Regions from separate parts of the Mus musculus genome. Here all the other regions are linked to region 1. A link is a contact called in public Hi-C and promoter capture Hi-C data. All regions are on one chromosome and are shown on one strand. Each heading gives the region's core, a stretch centred on a gene start, on an enhancer-like site or on the middle of the called end of the contact. The rest is flanking DNA. Distances are from core to core; before and after follow the strand shown.

Region 1 (4,017 bases), core at 965-3,464:
GAGGTTCTGAAGGAAAAGCAATCTGAGGGACAGGAAACTCAATATCCACAAGCAAATTCTTTTGACTTATACCACTAAGATACTTCAGGCACAATGTAATATTTTACAAATTTAAGAAAAACCCAACTTGATAGAAATACTGAAATGCAGTCATGTTTCACAAAGTCAGGTGTGTAGGTTTTTTTTTTTTTCAAAATAGTTCACTTTGTCTTCATCGCTCAAGAATATTTATTCCAATCTGATAACTCCCTGGTAAAATAGTACAATAAAGATGTACTGTTTCTAGGACATTGGCATATCTGTCAAGTATGGAAGGAAAAGGTGTGTGACCCGTTCAGTAAGTTTCCTACGTTAGTATAGGAAGAGCGTATTCCAAGTGAGTTAATACTACATAAGAGGCATTCATTCCATATAACATGCTTCGTTAAAATGAGGACAGTAACTAACATGGAGCAACAGGGTATCTGCTCATCCCAAGGACGTCAGAGCCAGAAGAGGGCCAAGGACGAACGATACAAGTGGTTAAACAGCAGACACTCGCCATTTCGCACTTCCACACTCCAGATGGACCACACTAATGCTATGAGGAAGGGGATGCTTCCTAGACAAGGTTACTCTAGTTGTTAATACACACAGAAGCAGGAGGCGGCTAGAACACTGCTCTTCTCGAGACTAACAGGTTAGTGTCTCTAAGCACGGCAAGCAGCAGCAGTTAGATGTGATGAGGCGCTTTGCGGACTTCCACGAGGTCTAGAAGGCACATACGTTACCTCAGGAGTTCAACCTTCCTCTGCATCTCCCCGCACGTGATCTGCAGGTCCTGCATCATTGCCTTCAGCTCCTCCTCCTTCTGCCCTTGAGAAGGGGCGTCTTTTTGCCTAACTAGTGCAGTGACTCGCTCCCTCAGATTTCTAGTCAGCTCCTGTAGCTTTTGCTTCTCTAGTTCTAACTCTGCGATGGTGGCCTCCTGCTGAAGATGCTTGTCTTGTAGGCCTAGGAGAGCAGCACTTCCCTCCGGGATGACTCGGTTCTGCGCGCTAGGCTTTTCCGGATGTGTCTTAATTGCTCTGTGGAACCAGGCGATTTCGTGTGCTTTTATTCTAGCTAGGAGCTTCGTGCTTCCCTGCTCACAGCACTGGGTTTCTTGTGTACACTCTTCTATGATGTGGTGCATGCTCACGACCTTGGGCGTACACTCTTTCGGAGTCTGACGGAGTTCAAGCATCTTTTCATCCGAGGCGACCTCCAGGTTTTCTGAAGGGGCTTCCCAGAGGGCGTAGCTGTCACCCTGCAGGGCGGCCCTTCCCAGCACCTTCTCCATCTTCCCTTGAAGTCTCAACACCAGAGCACGGAGTTCCTCATTTTCCACTTTGACCTCATCGTAACTCTTCTCCAGGCTGAGGAACGTCTCCATCACCTCCTCCATTTTCTTCATCTCATCCTGCAACCTGTAGACCTCCGCCGTAAGCTCTTTGTTGCTGTCCAGCGACTCCTCGTAGCGCGTCTCTACAAGTCTCAGCTCCTCCTGAAGGCAGGAGTTTTCTCGGGCGGCATCCTCGTATAATACCTTATACCTGGAAGATGCCTCCGGGAGTCTCTCCAGCATCTTCAGTTTCTTTTTCAGCACAGAGATATCGAAAAGCAGGTCCTGTTTCCTCTCGGAAGCCCGATCGCAGTCTGCTCGCAAGACCGTCAGTTGCTCCCGAAGCTGGCTGATCTGACTCTTGAGGTCCCAGGACTCGGTCCTGGTGTCTTCACTGTTTTCAAGCTCAGAAAAGCAGTCCAGGGAAGCTTCCGACGCCTCGGTTTTGCACTCCTGCCTCTGAACGGAGCTTGTCCCGGTACTTGCCAGGTCCCGGGCCTCGTGGTCTCCTAGATCGCTCAGGAAGTGCTTGGTGGCTGGACCTTGTTTCATTATGGGTTCTACTTGTTCCCTGGAACTTCCAGAAATCTCAGACGTCCCCTCCTCCAAACAAGACGAGATCACCGACCCCGGCTCTAACTTCTTCAGCCTCTGCTGCAATCGGGAAATTTCAGTAGCCATCTTTGCATTTTCCTTCACTGCATGCTCGTGAGCTCTCTGCAGGCTGATGAGGACATCTCCGTTTTCTTCCAATAGCTGCTCGCCTTGCTGAAGCAGGGACATGGCTCCATCTCCTTCTGCCTCCTCCCCTGCCGTTGCCTGGCAGCCACCCTGAAGCATCAAGAGAGATGCTGCCTGCTGCATGTCCTTGACTGTATTCTGAAGCCTGCAGATTTCTGTGCTCATCTCCGCCTTCTCTTGATCTGCTCTCTCAAGGCTTGCTCTGTGGGCGCTCTCCAGGGCGGCAAGCTTGCCCGTCATTTCTCGCCTCTCTTGCTCATGCTCAACCCGGAGCCTTTCGAGCTGCTGGCTGGCCAGCTGCTCAGAGACCCCCGTCTGGCATAGCGCCTGCCCTTGGTCCCTCAGTTCTCTCTCCTGACTTCTCTTCAGCTCAAGTATCTGGCCAGACAGGAGGCCATGCTGGCTCTCAGATGCGTTCTGTAGGTCTTTCAGGTCTTGCAGCAGCTGCTTTCTTTCCGTGCTCAGGATATTCAAACGGTCCTTGTATGTCCTCTCCAGTATCTCCTGTTCCTGCTTCATGGCCGCAGCGGTCGCCCTCTCCCTCTGGAGCGCCTCCTTCAGCTGCTCCTGGGCATCTGTGCACTCTTGTGTAAGCTCATCCTTCTCAAACTCCCACTGAGACCTTTCCTCCAGGTGCTGGTCCAAGAGGTCCCTCAGCTCCTGGCGGTGGCGAACCTCGAGGCTTTGCAGAGTTTGTTCACAGTGCTCAGTGACTTTCTCACAGTCAGCCTGGCACTGGGCTTCTATCTGAGAGACTCTTCTATTACACTCTGTTTCCATTTCTTCCCTAAATGTGGTCAACAGACAGCATTACTGAGACTGCTGCCAACTCCGGAAGCAAACCCAACATTTTCCCATACAAAAAGGAGGCTGCCGGGCAGACAATGGGACCACTTCCTACAATGCTCTGGTTCCTAGGCCATTCGTGTGTTCGGGGAGAGGCTCTTTCTTCTGGGGACCAGGAATCCAGGAAACTTATCTTTCTCTGAAGCAGGGGGAGCTTACGAAACCAAATCCTTTAATAGGCTTCCTGAATGTACTTATGTGGTTTAATGATGCCTTATACTGGCATTTCACATTGAATGACCAAAGACATAGTGACCTCACTCCTCAGCTGGGAAATATTTTGAAAGAGGCACCATAGGATTTCAGCTGCATAAAACAGGCACATTAATAACTCTCTTCTGTTTTTGCTTAATTAACAAAAGAGCTCTGCATTAAACAGGGTGGGAAACTCGAAATCTCTCAGTTATACCTGGGATTTCACACAAGGACAGTAAACACAATATGCCATTTCGTAAAGGGGAATAAATATGAGTATTCCAAATCCAGTGTACGAATGGGTTTCCTCAGAGAGCATCAGACAGCATTGCAGTAGAAAGGATCTGGTCCTCATCTGAGCACAGGAAGACAGTAAGTGTCACGCAGGGACAGTTCCTCTGACTGCCTGTCTTCCCTCCCTCTCCCACATACATACACACCAGAACAGTTCCAATGACCAAAGGAGACTTCCTGGTGAACAAGACAAAACTAGTTTGATTAACTTTGAAAGAACCTACTCAAATCCATGGGCTGCTCTGCTCTGCTCCCCCAACCCCGATCCCGTTTTCCAGTCCTCCCTGGCTGACAGGAACTCCGGAGAAAGAGTGTCCAGTAGTTCACGGTCCCCTCATTTTCTTACCTTCCCTCCTGGAGTTCCCTTCGGTGATGTTCCGAGAGCTCTTCCCTCAGCTCTTCTTTCTCTAGAGCATGCTTCTCCTCCAGGCTCAGCAGCTGCTCCTGGTAAGATTGCTCCAAGCCTCTCACCTTCTCCTCAGTCCAGGCAGCCTGGGCGAGTCCCTCTCTCTCCTGGCGAAAGCTCTCCGCTGCCTGCTGCAGCCTGGCCTGGAGCTCCCTCTCATGCTCCTGCCGCA
Region 2 (4,017 bases), core at 1,106-3,605, 250 kb before region 1:
AGCTGCTTTATCTCAGTCTCGCTCAAACGTCGAAATCCGCTTCTAACTTGCTCTCTTTAATCAACGGCACCAGAAGAGCTCTTGCCAGCCCCCCCTGGGACCCAATGTCAGTGACACAGGCTCTGCTCATTAGAGTCTCAGTACACCAGAAGTGAAAAGGGTGGTAGTAGGTAGATTTCACTCCACCTACTTCCCAAGAGCTGAGCTTGTGAAACATCTTTGCACAACACTCTTTTAAGGTACAGTTAGGCTCAGTAAGAATTATTGGATCAATGAAGAAAATATGACTTCATTTAACAAATCCTCAATTCACTTAGGTATCATATATTCACCGAGTACATACTGGATATTAGGAATATCATATAATTTTGAAGAGTTGGAGCTAAAGAGACATAAAACCAGTAATCTCCCACCACCTTACTCAGACTAGAGGAGAAACATTGAGCACCTGGTGTAGAGGGTGGGGGCTTCCTGCTTTCACACGCTCTGTGGTGTTCACCACACACCTCACATTGTTATTTATTTAGGTAGGTGAACACACAGTTGCTACACAGCACTGTGGGGTCAGAGGTCAACCTGGGGGCCTTGATTCTCACTCAGTTAGCATTGACTTGGAAGGAGAAACTCGGGGAGCTACACCTGGAAACACAGTGATAATAAAATGTGCTGAGATACACGTACCTGTGCTGGGAGGTCGGAGAGGACATTCTCTGAGCCAAAGAGAACAGCCACCGTGCTCCTGGGAACACTAATTTTGGTGGATGGAACACATAAGTGTTACTGTGTACCATGGAGGTCAGAGGACAACTTGGGGGAATCGATTCTCTCCTATCATGTAGGACCAAGGGATCAAATTGAGGCTATCAGTTTGGTGGTGAGCACATTTATGCACTGAGCCATCTTTCTAGCCTATTATTATTATTATTATTATTACTATTATTATTGAGTAAATCAACCCATTGAAGACTGGGAATGTGCCTCGGTGAGAGAAGGTTTTGTTAATTTGATAAAGTCTCTGGGTTCAATCCTTAACACCACAAAGTAGTAATAATATTGACAATGATGATGCTAAATAAAGAGTAAGGCAGCTATCAGCTTCTACTGAGAAAGTGGACATGGTCAGTGGCTCACGAGAGCAGAGTGCAACACTGGCTGTGTGGAGGAGAGTAGGCAGAGGACCCCAGCTGGGAACCGGCACAAACATTTGAGTTCACCCCTTCTGAGAGCATCATCCACTCATACACTTGGCCAGGGTCTGGACAGAACACCGAGGCCACACTTTCTGAAGCACAGTTGATTCCCCATGGGAGCCATCCATGGCCTGCCTCATCCTGCAGTAGCAGCTGCATTGCCTCTGAGAAATTCAGAGAAGCCTCTTTCCAGAATAAGAGGGAACACACTTTTGTCTTGTAATGAACACCTTTGTCCAAGGACCTAAGCTTAGATTCCAACACTCACAATAAATGCTGCCCGAGGGCAGCTGTCCACCTGCAATCCCAGTACTAGATCCTGGAGAGCACTGGCTAGCAATCCTAGTGAGACACTGTATCCATATACAAGGGGGAAAATGGTTGAAGAAGATGGCTAGTGTTAACCTTTGGCTTCCAAATGCCACACACACACACACACACACACACACACACACACACACATTTATGCGCGCACACATGAACACACATATACAGATGCATATATAGCCCAAGAAAACAGGACAATGGGTTAAAAATACAAAATGAAAACAAGCTGGAAGCTCAAAACTCAAAAACTCTAGCAAAGTCGAGTTGTTTTAAATTCTGCTTCTTAGAGACCCGTGAAAAGACTGTCTGCAGTTGACGCCAAGAGAGCCCCACACCTCTCCTGTCCACCTTCTTACTCTTACATAATCCGTTCTCTGCGCACAGACTCTGATTTGTGCCATTGAAGACAAAGGCTGTGTGGGAAGAGGGCAGAGCCTCAGCCCAGAGCATCTATCTAGCACAGAAAAAGCAAATTAGCTACCTTGAGCATGCGGATTTCTCGAAGGGCGATTTTCTTTATGACAGGGTCATCTTCGGTTTCCAGAAACCTCTTGATGGCCACGATCTGACCCGTGTCCCTGTTTCTGCACTTGAACACTACCCCATAGGAGCCTTCTCCAATCTTTCCAATTTTTTCATATTTTTCCATTACAGAGGAGGAGCAAGTCTTCTTGAGAACGGATTTTCATATAGTTTTTAAAGGTCGTTTATGAACTGACCTCTCTCGAGCCTCATCAAGTAAGGGCTGTCGTCCGCGATCTAGAGAAAACAAGGCGCGAGTTAAAGAATAAGGATCAGCCAGGTGTGGACTCCACCCCCACCCAGCAATGACATCGCGGTCAAGGCTGGGAGTCTACAGGTGGCTGCCATGGGTGACCTAATTTCAGTTGTCTGTTTCATTCCCTCGAGCTAAAGATGTAGCCAGCATCCAAAAACGAGCCGAGCTGTAAGATAATCTATCTTTTTAACGTTATGGTTCATACGATCTAAGACACTTGAGCTGGCTGGAGCACCAGGAAGGCGAAGGGCTTCCCCGGTTCTAGTTTCGGGTCTCAATTCCCTCCGGAAGAGGACACCGGCTGGGCAACCGGGCCCGTGGGGACTGCGGGAACTGCAGGGACTGTGGGGACCTCCCACCCTGACTCCTGAGGCGCCTCTCGGCCCAGCTCTAGCACAGCAGCCTGCAGCTCGGCTGGGTGACTGCTGCGATCCCCATGGGAACCGCGCCGGTTGGGCGGGGCCGCCCTCCGCCCTGCTGTACCCGCAGCCACTTGGCCGGGTCCCTGACCCCGCGCTGCAGGTCCAGAGGGTTTAAATCGTGGAAATCACAGCATGGAGAGTTTGCAGGGAGAACGCCTGCTCCCAGGCTGTCCTAGCAGCCTGCTCGGGCTAGGGTGACCAGGTCCATACCTTATTACGTCCACTCCTTGGTGTCCGTTCCTCGCCTGTGAACCCCGGAGGACAGCAATTGCTCGGTGCTGCAGCTTCGAAAAATGAATGAGAGAGAGTGAGGCAATAGAGGGAGGCAGGATGGCCTTCCCTCCCATGTAGTGGGGTCTTGGCGGTGCAGAGCCTGCTTTGATTGCCTTGACTCTTTCCCCAATCACCTTCTTATTGAACCTGTTTCAGTACAGTGACAGTGGCAGTTGATGGATGCAGGAAATCTTGAAATAAGGATCGCACAGACAGCCTCTACATTTTGTCAGCCCTTCCATCCCCTATGCTAGGCGCCGAGGTGCTTGTGTGCTGGCGGCAGGGCTACAGCAGAGAAAACGCACGATGTGAAACCTGGCCAACCCGGGGCAAGGAACGTGCGATGCAAATGTACACAGAGCTCAAGAGGAAGCTGGGTCTGGGCATACCGAGCGTGACGGCTGCCTGGCAAAGGGTAGAGGTATAATGAGTTACTAGAATAGACTCGTGGTGGTCTGGGACCCTCCCCAGAAATCATGTGCAAATGTGAATGCCTACTCTTTTTGACTTTTGTCTTCTCGATAGCTTTGCCTTGCCCAGAATATCGCGTACATGGAAACATACAGTGCACAGCTTTTATTGAGTCAGATTCTCACTTCACAGAATACATCTGAGAGCCACACACATCTTGCATTTAGCAGCAGTGTCTTCCTGTTTATTGCCGGGTAGCGTTCTGTTGTATGAACGTACTGACTGGTATTTATTTGTTTATTCAATCCTGGTTGAAGGATATTTGGATTGTTTCCAGTGTGGGGTGATTATACATGAAGCCGCTATAGACGCCGTGCATGGTGCTTTCTGTGAAGCCAGGTCTTCATTTTTCTTGGGGAAATCCTTAGCGGGAGACCTCTGCACATTGAGCTTATCTTTTCCATTTTACCTTCCCACCTGCAATGTCCCCAGTGCCCGGCATCCTTGCGGTCCTTTTGGCTTTAACTATTTTTTAAAAATATTTATTTATCTATTATTACATGTAAGTACACTGTAGCTGTCTTCAGACACTCCAGAAGAGGGCGTCAGGTCTCAT
Region 3 (4,017 bases), core at 870-3,369, 140 kb before region 1:
GATGGAGAAAAATGCCTCCATTAGATCTGGCTAGAGGGTATTTTCTTAATTAATGATGGATAGGGGAGGACCCAGCCCATTTTCAGTGGTTCTATCCTTGATCCTGGGTTCTAAAGAATGTAAGCTGGGCAAGCCAGTAAGCTCACCCCTCCATGGCTTCTACATCAGATCCCACCTCCAGGTTCCTGCCCTGTTTGAGGTCCTCTTCTGGCTTTCTTCAATAATGAACAGGAGTATGGAAGTCTAGCCAAATAAACACTCCCCAACTTGCTTTTTGGTTGTGATGTTTCTTTCTAGCAATAGAAGCCCAAACTAAGACAATGGCCAAGGCAACTTAGGGGAGAAAGGATTTATTTGGGGCTTCAGTTCTAGAGGGAGGAGTCTGTTACTGTCTAGACTGGGAAGCACGGTATCAGGTAGGCAGCAGGCTAGGAACAGTTAAGAGCTCACATCTTTAGTTGCAAGCAGCAAGCAAGTTCTCAAAACCTGCCCGCACTGACATACTTCCTCCAACAAGATCATACCTGCTGGAACAGTGCCACCAACTGAAGACCAAGTGTTCAAATGTCTAAGACTATTGAGAGAGCTCTCATCCAAACCATCTTAGGAATGCTCAACATATATAAGGTGTGTGTGTGTGTGTGTGTGTGTGTGTGTGTGTGTGTGTGTGTGTATGTGTGTGTGTGTGGGGGGGAGAGAGAGAGAGAGAGAAAGAAGAGACTAACTGTAAAATGTAAAGAAATTATAGAATTGTTTTTAAAATTCCATTTAAAATAATATAAAAGTAATTCAGACAAGGATACCAGGATGTACTGAAGTCATTAGATGAAAAATCCTTAGGCAACAGTTGAAGACTCACTGTATACATAGTTATTTCCTAAACTGTTTTTGTAATGCCCAGTCTCATAGTATTTACCCATAGATGGCTTCACTGAAAAGGGGATATGGGCTTACAAAAGTGAGGAGTTGCTTATAACGTATTCTGCTTAAGTGGAGACCATGGATCTAGTCCTTAGGAGGCTGGTGGTGTGTGAGGAGATAAATGGGGGTGGAAATATCCAATGGTCAAAGAGCAGGAAGTGATGGTGTCTGTAGGATGCTGACCACACCAGAAGTATGGGTAGAGAGGCAGAAACACCAAAAAAAAAAAAAAAAAAAAAAAAAAAAGAAAAAGAGGAAGGGTATTTTTAAAAAGTGTTTGTTGCATTGTGCTTTTCCTTCATATTTGCCTGCAACCTTTATGGCTGCCAAGGCACCCTGTACCACCCATATGGAGCCTGATTTTAGTGTTTGTGTGTGTGTGTGTGTGTGTGTGTGTGTGTGTGTAAAATCTTCAGACAGTCTTTGCAACTTTGGGGTACATGTTGCAATTAGACATTGAGCCAGTTACAAATTACAGTGAACCTCTAGCATACTTTGATCTAAATTAGCTTAATTTTAACATCTAGTCTTGCTCAGCATACATATACAGCAATGCAAAGTATCCTCTTTTTAAAGTATGTCGTTACTTAACAAATGACGCCCTGAGGAGAATGCAGAGCACTTTAATTTGTCCAAATGTTGCTAGCATGTATTGGAACAGCCAGAATAATGGTGGTTTGTGTATTTCTGTCGCTAGATAATACTTTTAAATTCTGTGAAAATGTACAGGGGTGATGTTTATTTTTGTGTGTTTTCTGTTGAAAACAATGCAGTATATAGTCTGTCACTGTCTTCACAGTCTGGGGGTGGGCCAAGGTACAGAGGGTGTGACGCTGGTATTTGTGTGAACTCCAGCTGGTGATGCTGAGCTCCGTTCATCAGCTTTCCCCTCCCTTTTCTTCCCCAGTCCTTCCCACCAGCGCCACAGCAACATCCTCAGAATCTGAGCGAACTGCGCCCAGAACGGGCACAGAGCCTCTTAACTGCCAGAAACCTGCGGGGCCCTGGAGAAGACCGCAAGAGCAGTGACAGCGCCTCGCCACACCAGCCCACAGACCGCCATGGCTAAGAGCCGCAGGGACAGAAACAGTTGGGGTGAGTAGCAATCGGTAACTTGTGCAGCCTACACAGGGTCTGGCCCTGTGTTTTCTGCTGCTGGGTTCCAGCCTCTGCGACCAAAGACTGCTCACTGCTCCAAGGAATCGCGCTGTCACCAGTGCCGAGCCTGGTGCAGGCCAGGCCTGCAGCTCCTTCCCCATCCTGCACCGCCTCCTCCCAGCATTTGGACAGCACCCGCCCCGTTGCTCCCGGGACTCTGGGCTCCGCCCTAGAGATAGGTTGAAAGGGGGGCGCAGAAGGTGGTCTAGAGCTGTGGTTGCTGGCAAAGAGGGGAACAGGGTCAATCTGGAGCAAGCGGAGCCCCAGCCAGCTTTCTGAGACAAGGGCTTACTCGGATGCTGGCGGGCTCTGGGAGGACGGTGGAACAATGAGGTGGAGCGTGCGAGCTAGGACACTGCGCTGCAGAAGCATCTCAGCAGCCTGGGAGATGGGGTACCCTCCTGAGAGTCTCCAGCACTGTACACTTACCTCAGTTTGGGGTTAGTGGAGGGATGGGGAAGAAAGCGAGCAGAGTTGGGGTTTCTAGCCTGTTGGCTGACATGGACCTTTCGCCTAATTCAGACTAGCCTGGCTTTGTTCTTCGATTTTTACCTTGTAGAGATACTGGGTTCATGATTCAGCACCGGGCCTAGGGAAGGGCTGGGCCTAGTGGGTTCACGCGCGAGTGGGTGGGCGGTGCTCACGCAGGCAGAGAGGAGAAGAGCGCAGCGATGCGGGAGAAACCGCGCCCCGCCCGCTCTGCTGTTCCTGACCAGATCTGGAGGAGTGTGGGCAGGCTGGGCGGCCTTGTAGGTTGGGCTCCAGATTTCTTGCAGGCACAATGCTTAGCTCGTCAACATCCTAACTAAAGCCCTATAAGCTAATTTTATGATCGGAACCAATGTGGATCTCAAACCAAAGACAGGTGGTGCATAAGAGAAACATTGTGTTCAAGTGGTTTGGCTTTGTTATTGTTTTGAAAGTTCATGCCCACTAGGGGAGTTCAGTGCTCCTTGGTTCTCTGATTCTGAGTTCTATTTCTGTCATCTTACTAAGAGGATAGTCGTACCTTCTAGCCAGTTACTTGTTTTCCTTTGTTAAAAGATTATAATGCCTCCTTGCCGTGCATTGATGCGGCGGCCACAAGATCGTCCTGTTCTGCGGGCAAGGATTACATTTGAGACATTACATTCTAGATCAGTGGTTGCTGTGGAGAGGTGGGGCAGGCAGGCAACAGTCAAACGCAATTTCATTTTCAAGATCATCAACCCTGGATTTCAATATTGCAGATACCGTCTTTGCTTCCTTTGAAAGCTTGGGTGAAGGTTCTCCTGTCCCTTTGCATCTTGTTCTTCCTCTAGAATAGGAGAACTTTGCACCCCGTTGACCGTCCCAGTGAAGGTGCGTGTGTTCAACTCAGATTTTAGTAGTATTCTGTGGTTGGATTGTTGACTCCACCCAGCTAGGAGCCATGCATGTAGAATTTTTTTTTCTGAGAATTAAAATTTTTCTTATTATGTTTTAGCTCATTATTCTTCAGTCTTTAGTTACAGATTTCTTAGATAGTGGGTCCCCCCTCCTTTCTTGGATTTGCCATTCTCAAATGGGATTTACATAAGATCACATTGGAAACTTAATAGAAATAAATGTCCCCACAGCATCCAGCCAGGGGTTTTGAGTCAACAGGTCTGAAGTAAAGCCTAGAAAGCCTTTGTTGTTTGATTTATTAGTATTGTAAGTATTGAGGAACAGCTAGCCTGTGATGTTGTTACTTTGAGAAACTGCCTCTTAGCTCATTGATGTTTAATAATCATCTTCCTAACAGTTCACTCCAAAATCATCAGGACAATACCAATATAAGTGATACATTGGGGGGAATGTTACAGTCATTACTTGTCCACTGGAAACTTTCAATAAACAATGAAATGCTAGAGTTTGACTTCAGTGTTTCACTACTTAGGTTTTTACTTGCTGTGGAGTATCTATAAATTATTTAGG

The links. Promoter capture Hi-C pulls out the DNA fragments that hold promoters and counts their contacts. Hi-C and Micro-C count contacts between places; a contact is called where the count stands out from the background.
Region 2: a promoter capture Hi-C map of hippocampal neurons shows a contact between it and region 1, with 1.6 times the contacts expected there. The contact joins the promoter of 4930512B01Rik here to the enhancer-like site in region 1. A contact is called at or near these places in 4 of 39 promoter capture datasets (embryonic stem cells, hematopoietic stem and progenitor cells, hippocampal neurons and 1 more) and 1 of 9 other capture datasets (pancreatic islet).
Region 3: a contact with region 1 is called in a Hi-C map of cerebral cortex, with 2.1 times the contacts expected there. The contact joins two enhancer-like sites. A contact is called at or near these places in 1 of 39 promoter capture datasets (liver), 1 of 15 datasets of contacts at CTCF or cohesin (large pre-B cells), 8 of 484 Hi-C or Micro-C datasets (CD8 T cells, cerebral cortex, embryonic stem cells and 5 more), 3 of 115 datasets of contacts at active chromatin or transcription factors (embryonic stem cells, large pre-B cells and stem cell-derived neural progenitor cells) and 3 of 9 other capture datasets (adipose tissue, liver and pancreatic islet).

Annotation. Positions count from the first base shown.
Region 1 is chr12:70,041,362-70,045,378 of GRCm38.p6, forward strand. Nin (ninein) reads right to left here. Exons shown (of 29, transcript NM_001081453.1): 15 at 3,786-4,017; 16 at 771-2,891. Among named protein-coding and RNA genes, the nearest start is that of Gm23579, 48 kb to the left of the region's middle. Within about 2 kb of position 2,215, at least 28 of the 459 cell types and tissues checked have an H3K27ac peak or open chromatin away from gene starts, as enhancers often do. A contact at or near this core is called in cerebral cortex and hippocampal neurons, where this site is marked.
Region 2 is chr12:69,787,989-69,792,005 of GRCm38.p6, forward strand. 4930512B01Rik (RIKEN cDNA 4930512B01 gene) reads left to right here and starts at 2,356. Exons shown (of 8, transcript NR_033573.1): 1 at 2,356-2,463. It overlaps Cdkl1 (cyclin-dependent kinase-like 1 (CDC2-related kinase)), which reads right to left and starts at 2,719. Exons shown (of 10, transcript NM_183294.2): 1 at 2,655-2,719; 2 at 1,999-2,276. The coding sequence starts at 2,166.
Region 3 is chr12:69,905,977-69,909,993 of GRCm38.p6, forward strand. Atl1 (atlastin GTPase 1) reads left to right here. Exons shown (of 15, transcript NM_178628.5): 2 at 1,829-2,016. The coding sequence starts at 1,983. Among named protein-coding and RNA genes, the nearest start is that of Map4k5, 15 kb to the left of the region's middle. Within about 2 kb of position 2,120, at least 137 of the 459 cell types and tissues checked have an H3K27ac peak or open chromatin away from gene starts, as enhancers often do. A contact at or near this core is called in cerebral cortex, where this site is marked.